3 separate regions of the Mus musculus genome follow, and regions 1 and 2 are each linked to region 3. The links are chromatin contacts, called in public HiCAR-type and promoter capture Hi-C maps. All regions are on one chromosome and are shown on one strand. Each heading gives the region's core, a stretch centred on a gene start, on an enhancer-like site or on the middle of the called end of the contact. The rest is flanking DNA. Distances are from core to core; before and after follow the strand shown. Region 1 holds the start of Taar2 (trace amine-associated receptor 2). Region 2 holds the start of Ccn2 (cellular communication network factor 2). Region 3 holds the start of Slc2a12 (solute carrier family 2 (facilitated glucose transporter), member 12).

Evidence for each region. Promoter capture Hi-C pulls out the DNA fragments that hold promoters and counts their contacts. HiCAR-type assays count read pairs that join an accessible place to other places.
Region 1: a contact with region 3 is called in a promoter capture Hi-C map of embryonic stem cells, with 8 times the contacts expected there. The contact joins the promoter of Taar2 here to the promoter of Slc2a12 in region 3.
Region 2: a contact with region 3 is called in a HiCAR-type map of astrocytes, with 4 times the contacts expected there. The contact joins the promoter of Ccn2 here to the promoter of Slc2a12 in region 3. A contact is called at or near these places in 1 of 39 promoter capture datasets (embryonic stem cells) and 1 of 115 datasets of contacts at active chromatin or transcription factors (astrocytes).

The regions. Positions count from the first base shown.
Region 1 is chr10:23,937,213-23,939,912 of GRCm38.p6, forward strand. It overlaps Taar2 (trace amine-associated receptor 2), which reads left to right and starts at 1,360. Exons shown (of 2, transcript NM_001007266.1): 1 at 1,360-1,383. The coding sequence starts at 1,360.
Region 2 is chr10:24,594,057-24,596,756 of GRCm38.p6, forward strand. Ccn2 (cellular communication network factor 2) reads left to right here and starts at 1,386. Exons shown (of 5, transcript NM_010217.2): 1 at 1,386-1,732; 2 at 1,820-2,042; 3 at 2,291-2,542; 4 at 2,676-2,700. The coding sequence starts at 1,670. It overlaps Gm15270 (predicted gene 15270), which reads right to left and starts at 1,747. Exons shown (of 5, transcript NR_163910.1): 1 at 1,585-1,747.
Region 3 is chr10:22,643,570-22,646,269 of GRCm38.p6, forward strand. It overlaps Slc2a12 (solute carrier family 2 (facilitated glucose transporter), member 12), which reads left to right and starts at 1,442. Exons shown (of 5, transcript NM_178934.4): 1 at 1,442-1,744. The coding sequence starts at 1,630.

The sequences.
Region 1 (2,700 bases), core at 110-2,609, 1.3 Mb after region 3:
CCTTGATAGCTGAAGTAGTTACCAAGGGACTACCAGACGCTACTACACTCCTGTGTAACTAACAGAGATGATGGTGGTGGTGGTGACAATGACAATGATGATGGTTATGATGATGACGACGATGGAGATAATAAAAATCATTTTTATTGCTGGAGATCTATCACTGAGCTATATCCTGTCCTCTAAGAATACTTGCATAATTCCTTACAGAGCCAAGAAAGATATTGGAAACTCTTGAGTAGAAATGCTGTCGGCTACATATTAAAAATTAATTCCTAACTTCATAATCATTTGGGTTGATATGTGTATTTAGAATGTTTCTTTAAAAATATAAATTTTCTGATTATGTTGTAATAAGCTTGCATTGCTCAGAATTTCTAAATGGGTGATGTTTTTTTTTTAATCTTTCTCCCTTATGGAAAGCTATCAAGAAAGGTCAAATCAAGTCACTTATATATTTTGTAGGGACCAGAGAAGTGAAAATGCAGAGTACCTTGCTAAAATCTCACTAAGATCTTCCAGAGGGAGACAGAAAATCAGTGAGTCCTCTAAAGCCCTTCAAAGCTCAGTTTACCCACGTGGCTATCCGAGTTTAATGATCCAAAGTCGTTACCACAATAGCCAAGGTCACTGACAACAGGCATAGCTAAACCCCAAGCAGGAACCTGGTGTCATATAACGACCAGTGTATCCTAGCAGAGGAAAATAAACTTTCTCATATCAAAAGAAGAAGAATAAAACTACAGGCATCTGTGATTAGATGTAAACAGATTTAAAGACATGATATCTGAGAGGATGTGAGCGCCTTCGTGGAGTTACTTAAGGCAGTGATAACCGTGTAACTCCTGCAGGGTTAGGAGCACTGAGCTGCACCCTAGCCAAATACAGGAAAACGGTGGATGAGAAAATCCCGTGAGTATAAAATGTGATATAAAGTATGGACTGTGCTTCTTCATTCTGGTCATCCTAAAGTGGCAGGGGACACCTATCTAGTCTACATCTCTCCATGAATTCTAACTTTATGTAATCAGAATTGAGAGCCTCCGATAACTGAAGGAGTTCCATTAACTATTACAGCCTTTACAGGCTAGCTGTTTTAGAGCATTCAGTGTGCCGGGGGTAATGAAAACAAAAGCAAGCAGAGATTCCTAAAAGGACAGAGGGGTAGTCAGGGTCACTTAAGCTGTTAAACTTCAGAATGACCAGGGCCCTCCCCTTCTCCCCAGCACACATCCAATGCCCTTGAGACCAATTGTTAAATTATAAAGCAGCACAGTTAACATAGCTCATGTCTTACAGTTCAGCGTTAGCATTCACAGGGAGCGGAGAAGAGACAGCTTCTTCCACAAAGCAGTCACGATGGCATCTTTTGAAGCCCAGCAGGTACATGGAGACGGGATGTGAAGGGAAAGATCTGTGTTTTCTCTTCTTCGAGTGTTAAGTAAAATGCCTCCACTACTGTAAAGCAGTGAGATTGTTTGTCCTTGTTTGCTTTTTGTCACATGCAGAGAGAATAAGCAAGATTACAGATGGTTAGAGAGTCAGTCAGGGCTTACTGTAAATTTGCAGTTAAAGGCAGCTCAGTTAAAATGTGGAAACAAAAGAATTTACTACCTTTTGACAACATGTCTCGTTTTCTGAGATGAATATTTACAACCCCAGAAAAGAGTGGGGGTTTTTCATGAGGACCCACTGATGTGTTTGGTACAGGTGTCCCCCTAGGTGAGGCAGAGGGACCTCAGGAGCAGAATTTGTGATCATTGTGAATCCCCACTTCACAAAAGAAAGACAAGGGGAACAGCATAGTAAACCTGAAGGGAATGTGATTGCTTCATTTTAAAGTCACTTCACTTAGAAAATAGAGTTGTCGGGAGGAGGGGTGGGGGATCTGTCTGCTTGTCTGTCTGTCTGCCTGGCTATCTATTATCATCTTGTATCTATACTATCTGCATCTCGGTCCCTTCCTGTGGCTTTTATTTTTTTTTTAATTACTGTACTAATAGAAACTCGTACTTTTAGGTACTAAAAATAAGTATAGTTTGAGAACTGATTATATATACTTTAAATATGTATGGGGAAAAGATTTTAGTGAAAGTATCCCAAGGTAGGGATGATCATGGGAGAGGAGGCAGGAAGAGGAGGTGGGAAGATTTTAAGAGTAAGAGGTCCAGACATGGCAGAGACACTCCATGCATGGATTCAAACTTCTTGCATGTACAAGATGAAGTTGGACAAAACTTCAACATGGATGGAGGGACTTCCTGGGCCCTAGTTGATGGCCCTGAATCTATGTACAGACTGGCAGTGCCATGTGGGTTCAGAAGGTTAAAGCCAGAGAGAGTACACAAGGTTGGGAGGAGTTGGTAGGGAGGGGAAGGGAGAGGGTGGAGGTGAAGGGCAGGGGGATGGGCTTGATCAAAACACATTACATGCAGGTAAGAAAGTTTCCAACAAGTGAACAAAAATTGCCCGTCTAGGCTGGGCATTGTGGTGCACACGTATAATCCCAACACTCCAGAAATGGAGGCAGAAGGATCAAGAGTTCAAGGCCAACCTGGGTCATATGAGTCCTTATCTCAAAAACCAAACAGCTAAGCACCACTACCACCTATTGGGAATAGATTGGTTTTCTGTGAACAGCATCTAAGGCATTAGCTGGCAGAGACCTTATATGTAATTTGGTGATATCCTGCCTGCAGT
Region 2 (2,700 bases), core at 136-2,635, 2.0 Mb after region 3:
GGAAAGCATGGGATGGTCCCAGAATCTTTCTATGTCCAATGAGAATTGGAGATAAACACACACACACATACACACACACACACACACACACACACACACACACACACACACACGCAAAGAGAGACAGAGAGAGAGAGAAAGAGAGACAGACAGAGAGCCAATAAACAACACAGGTCCTAAATGAATGCACAGTGTATAAAATTGGTCCTTACAGAAACTAAGTAGCAGTTCTAAGAAACAGAGACTAGCTTAGATACATTGTTTACTTTTAACATCAACACACGAGCAGGGGATAAAGCTGTGCTTTCCTTGATTTAACCTCCCTCCACGAGCCTGCAAGCTATTTGAGTAGCAAGAGGCTTCATCACTAATTGTAGACACTTGGGGAAGTCAGTAAAAATATATTATGCACTGATGCTTAGTTTATAGCCGGATTATAACTAGATACAACCGTCTATGGTTTTGCTGTTATGTAAACAAGTGCTTTACTTCAAAACAGAACAAACCCCAACAACATCGTTAGATTATGGGTTTTAGGATAAGTTAAAAAAAAAAAATCCAAGCCTGGACCTCAGTACAGCCATGTTTAAAATATCCCAACTGAACCCCTACTGGCCTCCTTATACCTCTTTCTTCTCCCACTATATTCCCTGACACTTAGCTTCTGAACACAGCCATTTGGTCTGAACTCATAAACTTATTTTTCTAGAAAAGCCATGCCCAGTCATTCCCCTTGCCTCCCTGGACCCTGAAGACAAGTTCTTACATAAAGAGTGCTGAAAATCTCCCTGGGAACCTACATCCTTGGCTTTCATATCTTTCAGCCATCAAAATGGTTATCTCCAGTGACCAAAGATCAAATGCCTGTATTTCAGATACAAAAGTTGCACATAGGAATTCTGGGAGGAGAGGAGGCATTTCAAATGGCTATAAGCACCCTTCTCCTCTCAGTAGAAGAACACCAAGAGACTACAGCCCCGTAAAGAAAAAAAAAAATCCAAAACAAAGAAAAATATTTTTTTTAATTTCTAGGGGCCCATGGTATTTGCCTCTTGAGCTATTTGAGTCTTGAGAAGTTTTTATGTCAGTAGCCAGAACTGGCAAAGAGATTTTTAAGAAGAAAAGATCAGAGAAATAATCGTTTATTTCTAAGTTATATTTCATCAGGAGGGGTGAGAAGATGATATGGAGAAAGTTTTACTTCTTGGTGTTGTGCTGGAAACACAGCGCCTTTTTTTTTTTTCCTGGCGAGCTAAAGTGTGCCAGCTTTTTCAGACGGAGGAATGTGGAGTGTCAAGGGGTCAGGATCAATCCGGTGTGAGTTGATGAGGCAGGAAGGTGGGGAGGAATGTGAGGAATGTCCCTGTTTGTGTAGGACTCCATTCAGTTCTTTGGCGAGCCGGCTCCCGGGAGCGTATAAAAGCCAGCGCCGCCCGCCTAGTCTCACACAGCTCTTCTCTCCAAGAAGACTCAGCCAGATCCACTCCAGCTCCGACCCCAGGAGACCGACCTCCTCCAGACGGCAGCAGCCCCAGCCCAGCCGACAACCCCAGACGCCACCGCCTGGAGCGTCCAGACACCAACCTCCGCCCCTGTCCGAATCCAGGCTCCGGCCGCGCCTCTCGTCGCCTCTGCACCCTGCTGTGCATCCTCCTACCGCGTCCCGATCATGCTCGCCTCCGTCGCAGGTCCCATCAGCCTCGCCTTGGTGCTCCTCGCTCTCTGCACCCGGGTAAGCCCCGGGACTGACGGAAGGGACGGAGGGAGGGCAGAGTGAGCTGCGATCACAGACTGACCTCCCTCCCCTTCCTCTCCGCAGCCTGCTATGGGCCAGGACTGCAGCGCGCAATGTCAGTGCGCAGCCGAAGCAGCGCCGCACTGCCCCGCCGGCGTGAGCCTGGTGCTGGACGGCTGCGGCTGCTGCCGCGTCTGCGCCAAGCAGCTGGGAGAACTGTGTACGGAGCGTGACCCCTGCGACCCACACAAGGGCCTCTTCTGCGATTTCGGCTCCCCCGCCAACCGCAAGATCGGAGTGTGCACTGGTAAGACCCTCAGCCCCATTCCAGCCCCCTTTGCAGAGGCCTCACCTTTTGGTGTTGGACCACCACCTCTCTCAAGTCCAGCGTGATACCCTCTAGAAAAAGAAAAGCCCCTATCCGCAGCTGCTTCCAACCGGCCCCCTGCAGTCCTGACCCTAGCTCGTCACCTTGACATGTACAGTGATATAGCTAGCTGTTCTGATCCCTGTGACCCTACGCCTGACCTACAACTTTGTCTTCCTCTCCCGCAGCCAAAGATGGTGCACCCTGTGTCTTCGGTGGGTCGGTGTACCGCAGCGGTGAGTCCTTCCAAAGCAGCTGCAAATACCAATGCACTTGCCTGGATGGGGCCGTGGGCTGCGTGCCCCTGTGCAGCATGGACGTGCGCCTGCCCAGCCCTGACTGCCCCTTCCCGAGAAGGGTCAAGCTGCCTGGGAAATGCTGCGAGGAGTGGGTGTGTGACGAGCCCAAGGACCGCACAGCAGTTGGCCCTGCCCTAGCTGGTGAGTTGTCACCTTCAAAGTTACTGTTATTCATTCTCCCCAACTTCAGGGCCAATGCCCAAGTCCACCAAATTAAGGGGAAATTGTCCTATCCGGATGTTTTACCTTGTGTTTGTGTGTTCTGCTCTCACAGCCTACCGACTGGAAGACACATTTGG
Region 3 (2,700 bases), core at 192-2,691:
AGTGGGGTCTGTGGGGGATTCTTCCTAGAATGACCGGCACAAACATCAGGTGTGTAGCCAATGCTCGTTGCATACTAAATAAATTATAGTTGAATCTGTTTCCATGTCTTTCCTAAAGCATAATACAGCAATGCCTAGGGAAGAGGTGTTCAAATGATGCTAATGAAAAACCTAGTGATGACGCAAAGTGTGTGCAAAATAAGTAAACACAGGTCACTGCTTAGACAAGTGCAGACCTGCTTTCCCTCACAGAGGAATGGCTAGTATGAGAATCTGTGTTTCCTGGCATCTCTTAAGGTTGAGGAGAACTAAAGAGTGTTGGACAGGGCTGGAATGTTAGAACTCCGGAGAATTACCGTCCACCCCTGACCAGCTCTGAAGAGTTCGAGAGCACTGGGTGTATTTGTTTGTTTGGTGCAGCTCTGGCACTCTGAATCCAGGACCTTGTGTGTAGTAGGCTCTACCACTGAGCCACAGCCTGCTCTACAAAGCTTAGGCAAGCTACTTTAGCTCCCATTTTCTCTAACGCGCTTTATTTGGGAAAAGAATCGCTCGAGGTCACACAACCAGCATTGATTTCTGTCTTATAAAGTACTTCATACGTTTAAGTTTTTACCCCAGTGGTTTCTAAGGTGATGTCACAGTTTTCTCAGTGGATATGATTTGCTAAGGACAGAACGGATGGTAAAATATGTCAGTCTGTCTGATTGTTTATGTAAGTACACATTCATAGACCAGTAAAACACCCCTCCCTCTGGTGCCCTGATTTGTTTCATGTTACAACAGCTCCAGTCATCTCTGAATACCGAGTGTCCTCCCGCCAGCCAAGCCAGCGAGCAACCTGACAGAAGATCCTCTGTTTGCCTCGCTTTCAGGTCAACTGTGCATTTTTAAAAGGACTATCTTGCTATAAACTCAGGCTAGAAAGTGTCTAAAGAATCCATGCGACTGGAGTTGGGAGCAGGCCTTGATCCGTACCACGGGCCTAGAGAGAAAGCTATGCTAGGCATTTACCTAGACCCAAATCCCGTTGAAACAAACAACTTTTACGCTTTGTTTAAGCTGGTGAGTGTTGTGGCTTTTAGGGCAATAGGCTTGCCCACAAAAGAAATATTAATACTTTTCCTTCTGGTATGTCTTTACATAAAATGTTCCTCTTCGGCGAGATTAACTGATACCATCTGTGAGTATTTGTTCCCTACTCTTGGCTTGCAGACTTGCATTTAAATCTGCATGCTTCTTTTTCTAAGCTGCTTTTCAAATTGCGGGAACACAAGAGCTAGCCCTAGCCGGTGGCCAAACACTGCCTTTGAGTCCCAAGTCTTTTTAACCTCTTGCTTCCAACTCGCATCTAAAGGCAAAACAATCCTGGAGACACGGCCCTCCCCTTGCCTGTGATAGGCTGCTTGGAATAGCAACAGCCTGTGTCACCGAAAAGGGCAAAGCCTTCGGAAATAGAAACAAAGTTGGTTACAAATCACACTGGCTTTGCCCGAAGGTCGCCCCCCCACTCAAACCCCTCCCACTCTTCTTTAGCATGCTGCCCATGGGGACAGTGACCACTGCTGTCAGCGCGGTAGGTCTGGGTGGTCCGGTGGCGAGCGAGAAGCTGTAAGTACTACCGTGACCATGGTACCTGTTGAAAACACAGAGGGCCCCAATCTGCTGAACCAGAAGGGGAGAGAGGCGGAGACCGAAGGCAGCTGTGGAGCCAGCGGCGGAGGGCATCCTGCCTGCGCGGGAGGTAACGTGAGACGGCCGGGCTGGCTCGGGTGACCGCTAGAGGGGACAGTCGTCCCCACGAGCCCCTTCGGACTGTGCGTGTGCGTGGGAGTGCGTGTGCGCGCGCAGCCCGGGAGCGTGTCGTATGTGTGGAAACGGGAATGCAGGGTTCAGTGCGACGCGGAGTGACCCAGAGCCCTACATGCGGGGACCGAAGTCTCCTTGGGACTTTATGTATTGAAACAGGAGCTACTGCAACGATGGGCTACATCAATTTGCTTTACGTAACGCAATGTACACATTCCTCTCTCTTGGAAAGGTGGATCAGAGCCTCAGTTGTGAGCACACACCTTTTTTGCTTATTGTCGCAAACAAACGGTGTGGAACAAGTGGACATTATGAGTTATTCCGTGCCCCTAAACTGCACCCCTGTTTGTCCCTGCTTTCTTGGAAACTTGCCTTTCAAAATGAGATTCGTTGAATACTTTAACTTACCAAAGAGAACTTTAGTAGTTTTTATGGTGTTATCTGTGCTTCACCGAGATGCTTGTCTCGGTGGATTTACAATCCTCCACCTTTTTGTTTGTCCGCTTGTTTGTTTGTTTCTTGGTGCCTCTTTCTATTCATCTCTTTTTCAAGGGACTATATACTAATTGTGGTATGACAAACCCAATACAAATGACCCTCTTCTTCCTCTGCTTAATACTTTCTCATCAGCGCCACATGCTTCAATCATACATTCCATTCCCAAGTGGAATGTTACAAATAGTCGCCAATGCTCAGCGACACAGAAGTTACTCACAGCCTTCCACCTGGGAATGGGTCTACCCAAGGATGTTTATGATTTGGGAACGGAATCCACTAAGCCTCACGCGGAAGTGAAGTGGTCCCACCCCAGAAATGCCTTGCTCCAGGCTTAGGGCCTTAGCCTGATTTTCCTTCCCTCATCTAATGGAGGATGGACACCTGGGGCCATCT